2 separate regions of the Gossypium hirsutum genome follow, and region 1 is linked to region 2. The links are chromatin contacts, called in public Hi-C maps. All regions are on one chromosome and are shown on one strand. The core of a region is the stretch at or near the end of the contact, and the rest is flanking DNA. Distances in the headings are between cores, read along the strand shown.

The links. Hi-C and Micro-C count contacts between places; a contact is called where the count stands out from the background.
Region 1: a contact with region 2 is called in a Hi-C map of leaf, with 2.4 times the contacts expected there. The contact joins the enhancer-like site here to the promoter of LOC107886424 in region 2. A contact is called at or near these places in 2 of 34 Hi-C or Micro-C datasets (callus and leaf).

The regions. Positions count from the first base shown.
Region 1 is chrA03:83,203,405-83,208,991 of Gossypium_hirsutum_v2.1, forward strand. LOC107959976 (plant UBX domain-containing protein 7) reads right to left here. Exons shown (of 9, transcript XM_016896167.2): 8 at 5,446-5,587; 9 at 4,414-4,900. The coding sequence ends at 4,736. Among protein-coding and RNA genes, the nearest start is that of LOC107959976, 6.1 kb to the right of the region's middle. Within about 2 kb of position 3,192, at least 1 of the 9 cell types and tissues checked has an H3K27ac peak or open chromatin away from gene starts, as enhancers often do. A contact at or near this core is called in leaf, where this site is marked.
Region 2 is chrA03:82,350,234-82,355,849 of Gossypium_hirsutum_v2.1, forward strand. It overlaps LOC107886424 (B3 domain-containing protein Os11g0197600), which reads left to right and starts at 1,507. Exons shown (of 7, transcript XM_016810377.2): 1 at 1,507-1,672; 2 at 1,791-2,271; 3 at 2,619-2,794; 4 at 3,258-3,732; 5 at 3,940-4,070; 6 at 4,384-4,660; 7 at 4,983-5,350. The coding sequence starts at 1,607. The coding sequence ends at 4,659.

The sequences.
Region 1 (5,587 bases), core at 1,942-4,441, 850 kb after region 2:
TGTGGAGACAATAACTCTTGTACTTACTTATTACTTGATAACGATTGTGTACACTTGCACAAACCTATGCTTTACAAGAAATTTCTCCATAGTTCTCCTCTCTCTCACGCATCTCCTTTACTGTAGAAGAAGGAAACTTTATTTTTCTTTTCAATTTAGTCCTCCATCACCTTTAAAGACCCCATCCAAGTCATGGATCATCAAATTTATTTAGAAAGCCTTAACTAAATCAAATTATCCACAAGATAACAAGCATAGATTTCAAGTTAGAAGTAGTCTGTCCATTCTTGAAGAGAGAAAATTTAGATAGTGTGAGAAACTATGGTTCTAAAGTAAGGTAAGATTCTCATTATTTAAAGTTAGTATCATGTTTATTTTAATTTGTTGGGCGTGAAACTGTTATTATTTAAGTATATTATTTTTTCATATTTTTGATATTGATATGAAATGCAAAGAAATGTAAGGATGAAGTTTCAAAAAGTGTGGGTAAAGGAAAACAAGTAGATAAAGCTTGAAGGAAGGTGGAAGGAAGTATTGTCAAGCCTTTAGAATTATTTCTTATCTATTTAAATTTCTATGAGTAAATATACTAAAATAAATATGCTAATGCTTTGAATTAATAATATTTATAATGTGTAAAATAAGTGTTAAACCCATGAAAGTGATTAATGGATGTGTAATTGATATGTGATTATTTATGGTGTGGTTTTATGTATAAAGTAAAGGACTAAATTGAAAATTGGGAAATTGTCATGTAGATATGAGAGTATGCAAACTAAACTATAGTTGAAAATTTAATTGAGTTTATACTAATAATAATGCAAATATACAAGTTTTGAACTTCTAGGATATAGGTGGCATGCCATTAGGAATATTTAGTGCGCTCATGAATTTAGTACTTTGGTGTTGGTGATTTTAACACATCTAGTATCCGTGAAAATTTAGGACATATATGATCATGTATTTCGTGTTTACATTCCGTATGTCTTGTTCGTACAAGTCTACTTTGGGCTAAGTGAGAAATGAATGTATGGTAAGTGAAAATGTGCTAAATAAGCTAGTTGCTTTTATGAATTTTTAACTTAGTTAGATTCTTATAGTATTGTTAATCTTATTTATTCATTTATTTATTTATCTAATTGCACTCAAAGGTAAGAATTGCATTCTTAAGTGCTTACTAAGTTTTCACAAGCTTAATGCATTATTTCTAACACATAGGTAAATATCATCTGAATGTATCTTTTGAAGTGGTCAATCTCATCCACATCTCATCATAAAGGAAGAACTTGGAGAGTATGGATTATATATTTTGGTATTAGAGTGGCATGTACATAAGATTAGAACCATTGAATGTATTTAGTATGTTATTTGATGGTTTCAAAGCTATGTCATGCTCATTTTATATTATTTTTGGACTTGAGATACTTGGATTCTATGTGATGTTCTTGATACATATGATGTTGAGTGGTATTTTTTTATATTTTGACATATAAAAATATTTTGATTGGTAATGGTTTCGACTTGATTTTAGGTGTTTTGGGCATGTTTCGAGGTCCCTTGTACACTTGTCTTGCAACAATTTTGACTTGTTTCGATACATGTCAGACAGAATGCCCCGTTGAATAGTTTTAGGGAACTTGTATAAGTACAATAGGAGATGTACCAAAACTACTATTCTAGACCACCCTATTTGGTATGTTTTGCTTTAAAAATGTCTTGAAACAGCCCCAAAAGGGTCCAGAACAAGTCTCGATTCCAACCAAACTTTAACGATAGCTTGGAAATGACCTGAACCACTTTAAATGAGCTTAAATTGGTTAAAATGAAGTGAATTATATTATGTTCAAGTTTAGTGCTTTTAGTTCTTAAATGTAACATCTTTATGCCCGAGTTATTGTTTGAACTCGAGTAAGAGGTATTATAGTTTTTATTCAATAATATAAGAACTCACATGATCTCTCTTTTTGGGCAACCTTCAAAAGAATGAGAAAACTGTTTTTCACATGAATTTTCCTTGGAAAAATAGCAATATATTATTTATCACATAAACACCTCCCCTATTTCCTAAATCCAAAATCTAATCCTAAAACATTTAACTAGCCAATTTGACTTTTCTTCCAACATAGTCTATATAGCTTAATTTATGAAATTTTAATTCAACTAATTTAATAAAACTTCTCAGCATAAATTTGCATTTTAGCAAATTATAGAATAATTCAATATCCATTCTCAGAAAACTTACAGAATAAAATTTTGGAACGCCGTGAATATTTTAGCATTGAAATTTTTGTGTTATAGGAAAAAATTTGTCCTTATACATTAGATAAAATAGTAACTGGTTCTCTTCATAAATTCCATTTATTTATATTGTTAAGTGATGATTTGAATTTTTCCTATATTATTTTTTTAATTGAAGTGGAATTAAAAAATGACTAGGATTAAAAAAAATTAAGTATTTTCTATAGTATACATGTTGGATTTTAAGTTTTTTCCCCAAGTTCTTTTTTCTTTTTTCAATAATATAAACATTGGTTTTTAAGGGGTCTTTTTTTCAAATAAAAAAACCACCTTGAATATTATCTTCACATCATCATTTAACGATGATTTTTTAATAAAATGATAAATTTACTCTTTTTATGATGTACAAAGATTAATTTGTCTATTTTTTAAGTAAATGAGATAAAATGTAATTTGAGTCCTAATATATGAGCCTTTATAGTACTTTTACCAGTAGCGAAGCCAATAAGGTTGGCAGGGACCCTGCCCCCTAAAACGAAAAATTTTTCATTTAAGCTTCTTTATAATTTATAAAATTTAAAATTATTAATGGTAAAATTGCTCTCCTCCCTCCAAAGTGATAAAATTTCTTTTAATCTTTTAAAAATTATAAAAATATAGACTATTAAAATAATAAAATTGTATTTTTACTATCTTAAAAATATACAATTTAATTTCGACCTCTCAAAATTTTTTTTGAAAATTCACCTTTTTTACTCAGCTAAATGTGATTCACGTAATTTAGATACAATAAAAATACGAAAAAATAATTCAAATATGATAAATATATGTATAAATATATATATTGAGGAAGTTCCTAACATATACACATAAGAAGTACCAAGTTCTATGGTTGTTTCCCTTGAGAGGGGCAGCGAGATATTGGGGTGAAAGCTTTCGTTGGGCTTTAGCATTGGCCCCACAGATTTCACAAGGGACCACCAACACTGCCATCCGGATTGTTGTGGGCTTGCCCTTTACTGCCTTAAGATAACATACAATGTAATTCTTATGATAATTCATATATCCATAATATTATTTACATGTTCAAAATATCATACGTTGATATAAAATCAAAATTTTGTTATTAGTCCTTTTATTATGTATAAATTGAAATTTTATTTTTATAATTTTATTTATTTATTTTAAATCTGTAATTTTTAATTTTTAAAATTTTGATCTTATTTAAAATATAGATGTTAATTCATTAAATTAAATTATACTATTTTCATAATTTTATGCCAAACATGTCATTACATGTCATTAATTTTTTATTCTCATAATGCTCAAAAAAATCTGCATCATTTTAGTTAATTGGTATAATGGCTACTGTTTGTGTCAAATACTGAAATTTTAAATTTTAAAAAATATAAGAAGTAAAACTATCAAATTGAAGAATTAAGTATCAAATTCGTAGGTTATGCATAGTACACTAATAATAACATAACTAGATCAAAAGAATTTAATTGTTATTATTTGAATTAAGAATGAAAATTGAAAAATATAAAAACTAATATTGACCAGAATATATAAACTAAATACATATTTTACGGAAATATAGAAATGAACCCATATTATATATGGTTATTACATTCGTATTTTATTTTACATTTTAGAAACCATATAATCATATCACGTTTAAAATATATGAAAAAAAAAACAATTTATCTTTTACCTATTATTATTAAATCGTTGAGTGCTAATTTAAATATCATAGGTCTAACCAATAATAGATAACACGACAGTCAAACCGTGTAGCACCATATATACATTTTGCGAAAGACAATTTTAATTTTCATAAATTGTGTATTTGTTTGTAAAAAAATAATTAAATTAACATTTTCGAATAAATGACAGATCGATTGAATTTTTTTAAGGAAAAAACACTAACCAAAGCCGACCATTTATAAATATAGGCTGAAGTAAAATAAAATATACATTGTATGAATGAAAATTGCTGTATATTTTTTCGAAAAAATAATTTACAGAGCCATTCAACAAAATATCAAAATTTTAAAAACAGAACTCCATTTTTTCTCACAAAACAAAGACTCTACTTTACATGAAACGGGCGGTGTAAACCATGTACATAAAACCATATACAAAGAAAATGATATTGAAAGTGACCGGATCTAATAGAGATTAAACCATGTGCATTAATACCATCCGCAAAGTTTCAACTGTTTGGAAAGTAGTGGAGGCCTAGATGGTGGGCTAGAAAGCTTAGATGTCTGGTCTTTCAAAAGAACTAAACAAACTTAAAAGTATTGAAGACATAAAAAGAGTATTTTGAGTATATATACATAATAAAGTTGGTGGTTCTTTCATCCCCTCATAAATAACTCCTTGAAGTGCAACACAAAGTGAGAAACAGGGATGTGAAGAGTTCGTAAACCAAAAAATCTTTCAACGCAAGGTGGTTGAATGAACTTGAAAACCATTGCCATCTTGACAATATTCATTCCCACGCAACTAAGATCATAGAATTGGCAAGCCCCGACTCCTCAAATGTTAATTTGCTATCATAATCCAGAGATTTCGAAGCTTCTGGAATTGGTTGAGTCAGGCGGAATGGCTTTGATTCAGCTTCACCAAGTTGAGAATAGCAGAATGACCACAGTAGCTGCGTAGTGACAACAAAATGATAAAAGCATATAAACCTATCAGTTAGGACAACCCTGAGGGACTGGATCACTCTGCCTAAGGAAACAACATACATTTTTGTCCCAAATTTTCAAGTTAAATTCAATGTCACTACTCCAAGAAAAAAATATAATACTGAATGTCCATTTCAAACATATATTTATCAGTTTAAACTGGTATACACGTCAGTTAATGCAACACCTGAATGCTCTAAATTAGTTCAGATGTACAGGGTAGAGGGGGCAGACATCTGAGGAAAGATCAGTTCAAATGATTCACCAATGCCCATTCTGTACATGCCAAGATTTTGCCATCAGTTATCTTATTTATGTTCTACAACATTTGCAGAACAGTGAAACATTTTCAAAGTGAGACTTACAGCAAGCATCCAAATGAAATAGTTGAACATACACATTCCTTAGACAGGAAATATCCAAGAACATGCATAGTTGAACACAGCAAACCAAATTCTAATACATGAATGGTAATAAGTGACTAGAGGAAAACTCCCCAAAGAATGCTTACCTGTATTGGATCAGTTCGGAGAAAATTTCTCTGTACTCTGCGCCCATCAGGAAGTCGGACTCCAACCCTACATAAGAGGTTCCTGTCACCCTTAGGTTCTTCAGGTAGAGGAGGATATGCAGGCTTCTTAGTCAAGCATGAT
Region 2 (5,616 bases), core at 257-2,756:
TTTTTATATTTTTTAAGTAAAAAAGTATAAATATATAATATTTTGTATTATATATAACGTTTTGGTTTTAAGAAATTAAGACACAATCAAATGAAAAAATTAAGAAACGATCATTTGCACTTTAAAAATATATTTAATTATAATTATAAAAATTAAATGAAAAAAAAAGAGTGCACCACTAATCGTATATATAATCTATGTATGTTGTTATATTATATATGATTTTTTAAAATAAATTTATAAATTTATTTTAAAAGTAATTAATTAAATATGTAAGTCAATTAAAAAATTGCTTTTAAAAAATAATTTAATTAATTAAACCGGTCACAAGTCTGTTACAAAATTTGTCATTATGTATAATTTCAATTTGTAACGGGAATTTCTGTTACAATGGGTTGTTGAGAGATAATATCAAAATATTGTGACCGTAATTGTGACAGAATATGATTCCTGTCACATTTTTGTTAGAAATCCGTCGTTCTGAGTGGTTGCTTTTTACATGTTATTTTTGTTGGTAATCCGTTACTAGTCACTCACTGATATGCTATAATAGTGATGAAAGGATTTATAAAGAGTTAACTTCTCGGTTGCCTCTTATACGAGAATTGGTATCCGTAACACTATAAGTTCCATGCCATGGTACTAAAAATGAGTAATGGATCATGCATTGTCTGTATTCTTGAGTTAATCCTGTGGTGTAAGCCATTATAAACACCTCTAACTAGTAAGATTTTTTTTTTGAATGAAAGCCATATTAATAAAATTTTATAATTAAAAAAATAAATAATAATTTATTTGACACTCCAATTTTATAAAAAAAGTTTTTGATATATTTTTTCATCATTTTTAATTTTAAATTTGCTTTGTTTGTCAAATCATCTTAAAATAAATAAAAATATTAGTATTTGTTAACTTTACTGATATGATATATACGAGAGTTGTTATGTAGATGTCACATTATCAATTAATTAGTCATTTAAAAATTTAAAAAAATAAAAAAATATTTTTTAATATTTTTAATCTTAAAAAGTTTAATTAATTGTTAATATAACATATATGTAATAATCCACGTGGATGTCTCATAAGTAAAATTAACAAATACTGATACTTTCATCCATTTTGGATGGTTAAAATAATTTTTTTTATAGAAATGAAAAAAAATAAAACTATGACACTCCAATTATGGTTGATAGGGGTGAAAAACTTTGTTAAGAACATCGAAATTAAATTTGAACATTAATAAATTTACTAAAATTAAATTAATAAATCTGCACATAAATAAATTGGGCCTTAACAACTATAGAAATTGCATAGTGTTGGATCCAAAGCTCGCTCACGTCTGACATGGCAGGTTTCACTTAATAACAATCAGCGTCATTTCAACGCGCTGGTATGATTGTTTGAAAGAAACTCGCTTTGATCAATGAGTCAAAAAGATACGTGTGACACAACCGCATCCAACTCGGATAAGATAACAACCCAACCCAAACAATAGGTTTCTAAGAAAAAAAAAAAAAAAAACTCTCTTCCGCTTCAGAAGGTTCAAAATATGGGTCTGAATTAACATTGTCGATGAGTGTAAAGCATATCAAAGCCAGCAACAGCGATGTCGAAGCCGAGGCGACCGCATTTTCTCAATGTCTTCTCCTCTACTTCAAGTGCTAACAGCCTGGTATTCTACACCTTTTTTTTTCCTATTCAAATTAGGGTTTAGTGTAAATATTGTTATGAATTCCATTTTAGATTAGTTAGTTTTATTTACCTTCGAGTGATGGGTGATATTTTAACAGAGAATTCCAGTGGGATTTAATAGAAACTTGGAGGGAAGAGGTTCTGGGTCAGTTTTGTTAAAAGGACCAAGTGGGTATAGTTGGAATGTTAAATTAGTTCAAAGAAATGATGACTTATTATTTGATGAAGGATGGGCTGATTTCGTAGCAGACCATAGCCTAGAATGCGGTGAAATTTTGGTTTTTAGGTATGATGGTGACTTGGTTTTCGATGTCAAAGTGTTTGATCAAAGCAGTTGCGAGAAAGAAGTTGCTTTTCATTGTAAATGCAGTCAAGCTGGTAGCGTGTTTCATGGAATTGTGAGGCAGAAGAGATATAGGGAGGAGGATGATGTTTCATTGGATCAAGATTGTGAAGAGTTGTTAAAGAGAATCAGACAGAGTTCTTTTGAGTCCGATCGTGATGAAGAACATTGTGGGCGGGAGCTGATTCTTGCTACTACAAGTTGTCAAGGATTAACTTCCTGTGATGAAAATCATGGTGAAGAAATCAACCTCTCCCATTTGAGATTTGTATATGAATTGTTGTTTTATCATTGATTTGGCAGTTTTCTATGATGTAAGAATAAAAACTTGTTTTAATAAACACTAAGTAAGAACTATGGTATCAATGTATGTGTATTCTTGTTTAGTTCTCATTATCTTATGTTAGCGTAGATACCACTTATTTGTGTTAAATTTGCTTTACATAGAAACTCAATGTGAGATATTTCATGCCTTTGTAATTATGCATGCTTGTGGATGTTCATTCTGATTCTTATTGGAACTTCACTGGTGGTTTACATTACATAAATTCCACTTGACAGAGTCTCTGGTCTCTTGAAACAGATGGAACCATTCTGAAAATAACTGGCAAAGAAGATGACTTGAAGCTTCATGGCAGTGGCTGTATACAGATGATAGGAGAATTTGAAGAGAAGAAAGTGGCTCAGTCTTTTAACTCATGTTTCCCCTTTTTTGTAAGAATTATGAAAAGATTCAATGTCAGTGGCTCATATACATTGGTAAGATGTTTCCTTCTCACTGTTTCGCCCTGGATTTTTGTGTTGGACATTGTTTCCAGCATGACATAAATTTGACCAAGCATCGTGCTATATGGCAAACATGTAGGGTATTAAATGACTCTACTCGCTAGAAACTTCTCTTAATCGCAATCGTTCTGCATTTGGAGCTTTTGAACAAGTTTCTTAACCTAGTGAGCATCGTGCTTTTAGCTCTGGCACCAGTTGGGAAAAAGTTCCTCCTACTTGTAAGGGAAAAATGAGAAGAAAATTATGACTTCCCTCATTTACATGTTCCAAATTCAGGGGCTAGACAATCTTTTTAATAATTACATTTTTGCTTACTAATGGAAATTCTTCTAGCCATTACCGTCTTGAATCAACTAGTTAGATCTTTCAGGATTTATTATTTAGTCATCTTGAAAGCTGCTTATGTATTCAACTGCGTTTTAATTCTTTGTGACAGAATATTCCATATCAGTTTGCAATGGAACATCTTCCAAACTGCAAGACTGAGATCGTGCTTCGGAATCTGAAAGGAGCTTGTTGGACGGTGAATTCTGTGCCTACAACAAGAGTGCATACAAGTCATACTTTATGTGGTGGATGGTTGAGCTTTGTCCGTAGTAATGAGATAAAGGCTGGAGATATTTGTATTTTTGAATTGGTGCACAAATTTGAATTCCGTGTGCATATTCTTCGGGTTGGACAGGAAGACTTGATCAGGCAAAGCAGAAAAGCAGTCCTGGACAGGTCTGATTCCACTTTACTGAAGAAATTTGTAAAGAACACTTCAAAGGTCCACTCAAAATTGAAAAAGGTTCAAATCTGTGATAACAAAGGGTCTAAGGTGCTTGACAAATGGAAATATGGTAATGCAGCAAAAAAATCTGCCAGTGTTGTGCTCTGCTCTTTGTCAAGGTCAGGCACTGAAAAGCAAGGTAAAGTTTCTAAATTGTTCTATAGTTTGTCTATACTTGACCATGAGTGTTAATCTATATCTGGTTGAAGGAAAGGTTTGTATTTTTCTTAGCTTCCAGGGAGATTATTTGTGTTTATAGGACCATGGATATAAGATACTCATTGTGATTTCCATTTAGTAGAATGTTTATTCACTGGTCTTATTTTTAATTTGGCTTGTAAATCAGAAGCAGCTATTCGTGGTTTGAGAATGATGATGACAGTTGATGAAGAAAAAGCTGCTAGGTCTTTTGCTTCTCGCTTTCCTAGTTTTGTGAGAATTATGAGAAAGTTCAACATCAGTGGTTCGTATACTTTGGTGAGCAATTTATTTTTTGCTTCCCCCTTTCAGAAATTTGACTAAAGTAAGGTTTCTTCCATAACTAATTTGACGGTGTAGTAAAAGATCCAAAAGGAGAAATAGAAAAGATGCCAGTTATATATTTTAGATTCTGAAAACAAAGTATGTACCCATCTGTGTCATTCTTGGACATCAATATAACTATTAGCAATTGTTGCAAGTTACTATTAGCAATTGTTGCAAGTTTTCTTTGCTGAAATATAAGAGGCATAGGTTCTTTGGGGATTCTCTAGTATCAATATTCATTTAGTATCTGGATCATACGATGCAGAAAATACCATATAAGTTTTCAAAGGAGCATCTACCCTACTGCAAAACACAAGTAGTGCTTCGTAATTTGCAAGGCACGTGTTGGACTGTAAATTCTCTCCCAGATTCAAAAGGTCGAGCTGTGCATACCTTCTGTGGAGGATGGATGGCCTTTGTTCGTGATAATGAGATAAAGATTGGTGATATCTGCATATTTGAACTTGTCAATAATTATGAAATGCGTGTGCATATATCTGGGTCGGGAAGAAAAGGGCTAGATCGCCACACTTCTTTGTGAGGTATATTAAAAACTTCAACCTTCAGGCGATAATATGTACTGATGCATGCCTTGGTTTCTTTCTACCCATCTCTTTGGTTCTCTTCATGTGAAGCCAAGTATGTGGATGAAAAGGGTTTGAAAGAACCTGCTTCCTTTAGGAGCAGTTTCAGAGAACTGGAATATGTTAATGTTATTATTTGCCTGCTAAGTAGACCTATACTGCCTGTCAAATCGTGTTATTATTACTATATTGTTGCACTAATCTAATGCTGTCTATGAGATGCAATTTATTTGGACCTTTAGCTATCGACACTGATATTTTTTTTTGTCTTTTACCCAAGTATGGCAAAGGGAAAATCTGTTCAGGAACTCATCACCAGGATTTGTGGAATGGGGTTGTCTATATTTGTATGGAGGGAGAGGAATAACTGCAGAATGTTTGTCACATTGCAGCAGTACTTTGAAATTCAATTGTATGGATTCTATTAACCTGGGGATCATCATGTTTTCTTAATTTGCTTTGGGTTTGATGGGAGTTTTAAGGAAGTGATGACAAATATTTGAGGGATTAGCTTAGCTACTTATTCTCAAACATGGAATTGCATATTCGTTCAATCTGAAAGCAGTGTCCTAGCTTTGGAAAGTAAAAAAGAATATTGTATTTTATATGGGAAAGATAATGTGTAATTGTTGGAGTGTTGCTTTGGAATGGCCACAATGTTGCTTTTGAAAACGGGACCAAAGACGAGAGAAGGGAAGCTCCAATACTCACCGCTGAAAAATATAGAAGAAAATATATTTTTTTGATTAGTTTAATATGATAAAGTTTTGATTAATTTTGAAAAGTAACTGAGAGACTGAAATTATATTTTAGAAGTCATGAAAATAAAGTATAAAAGAATCAATAGTAAAGTATAATGAAATAAAACAGTAATAATTTTAAAAAATCTTTAACATGTAAAATAAAATAATTAA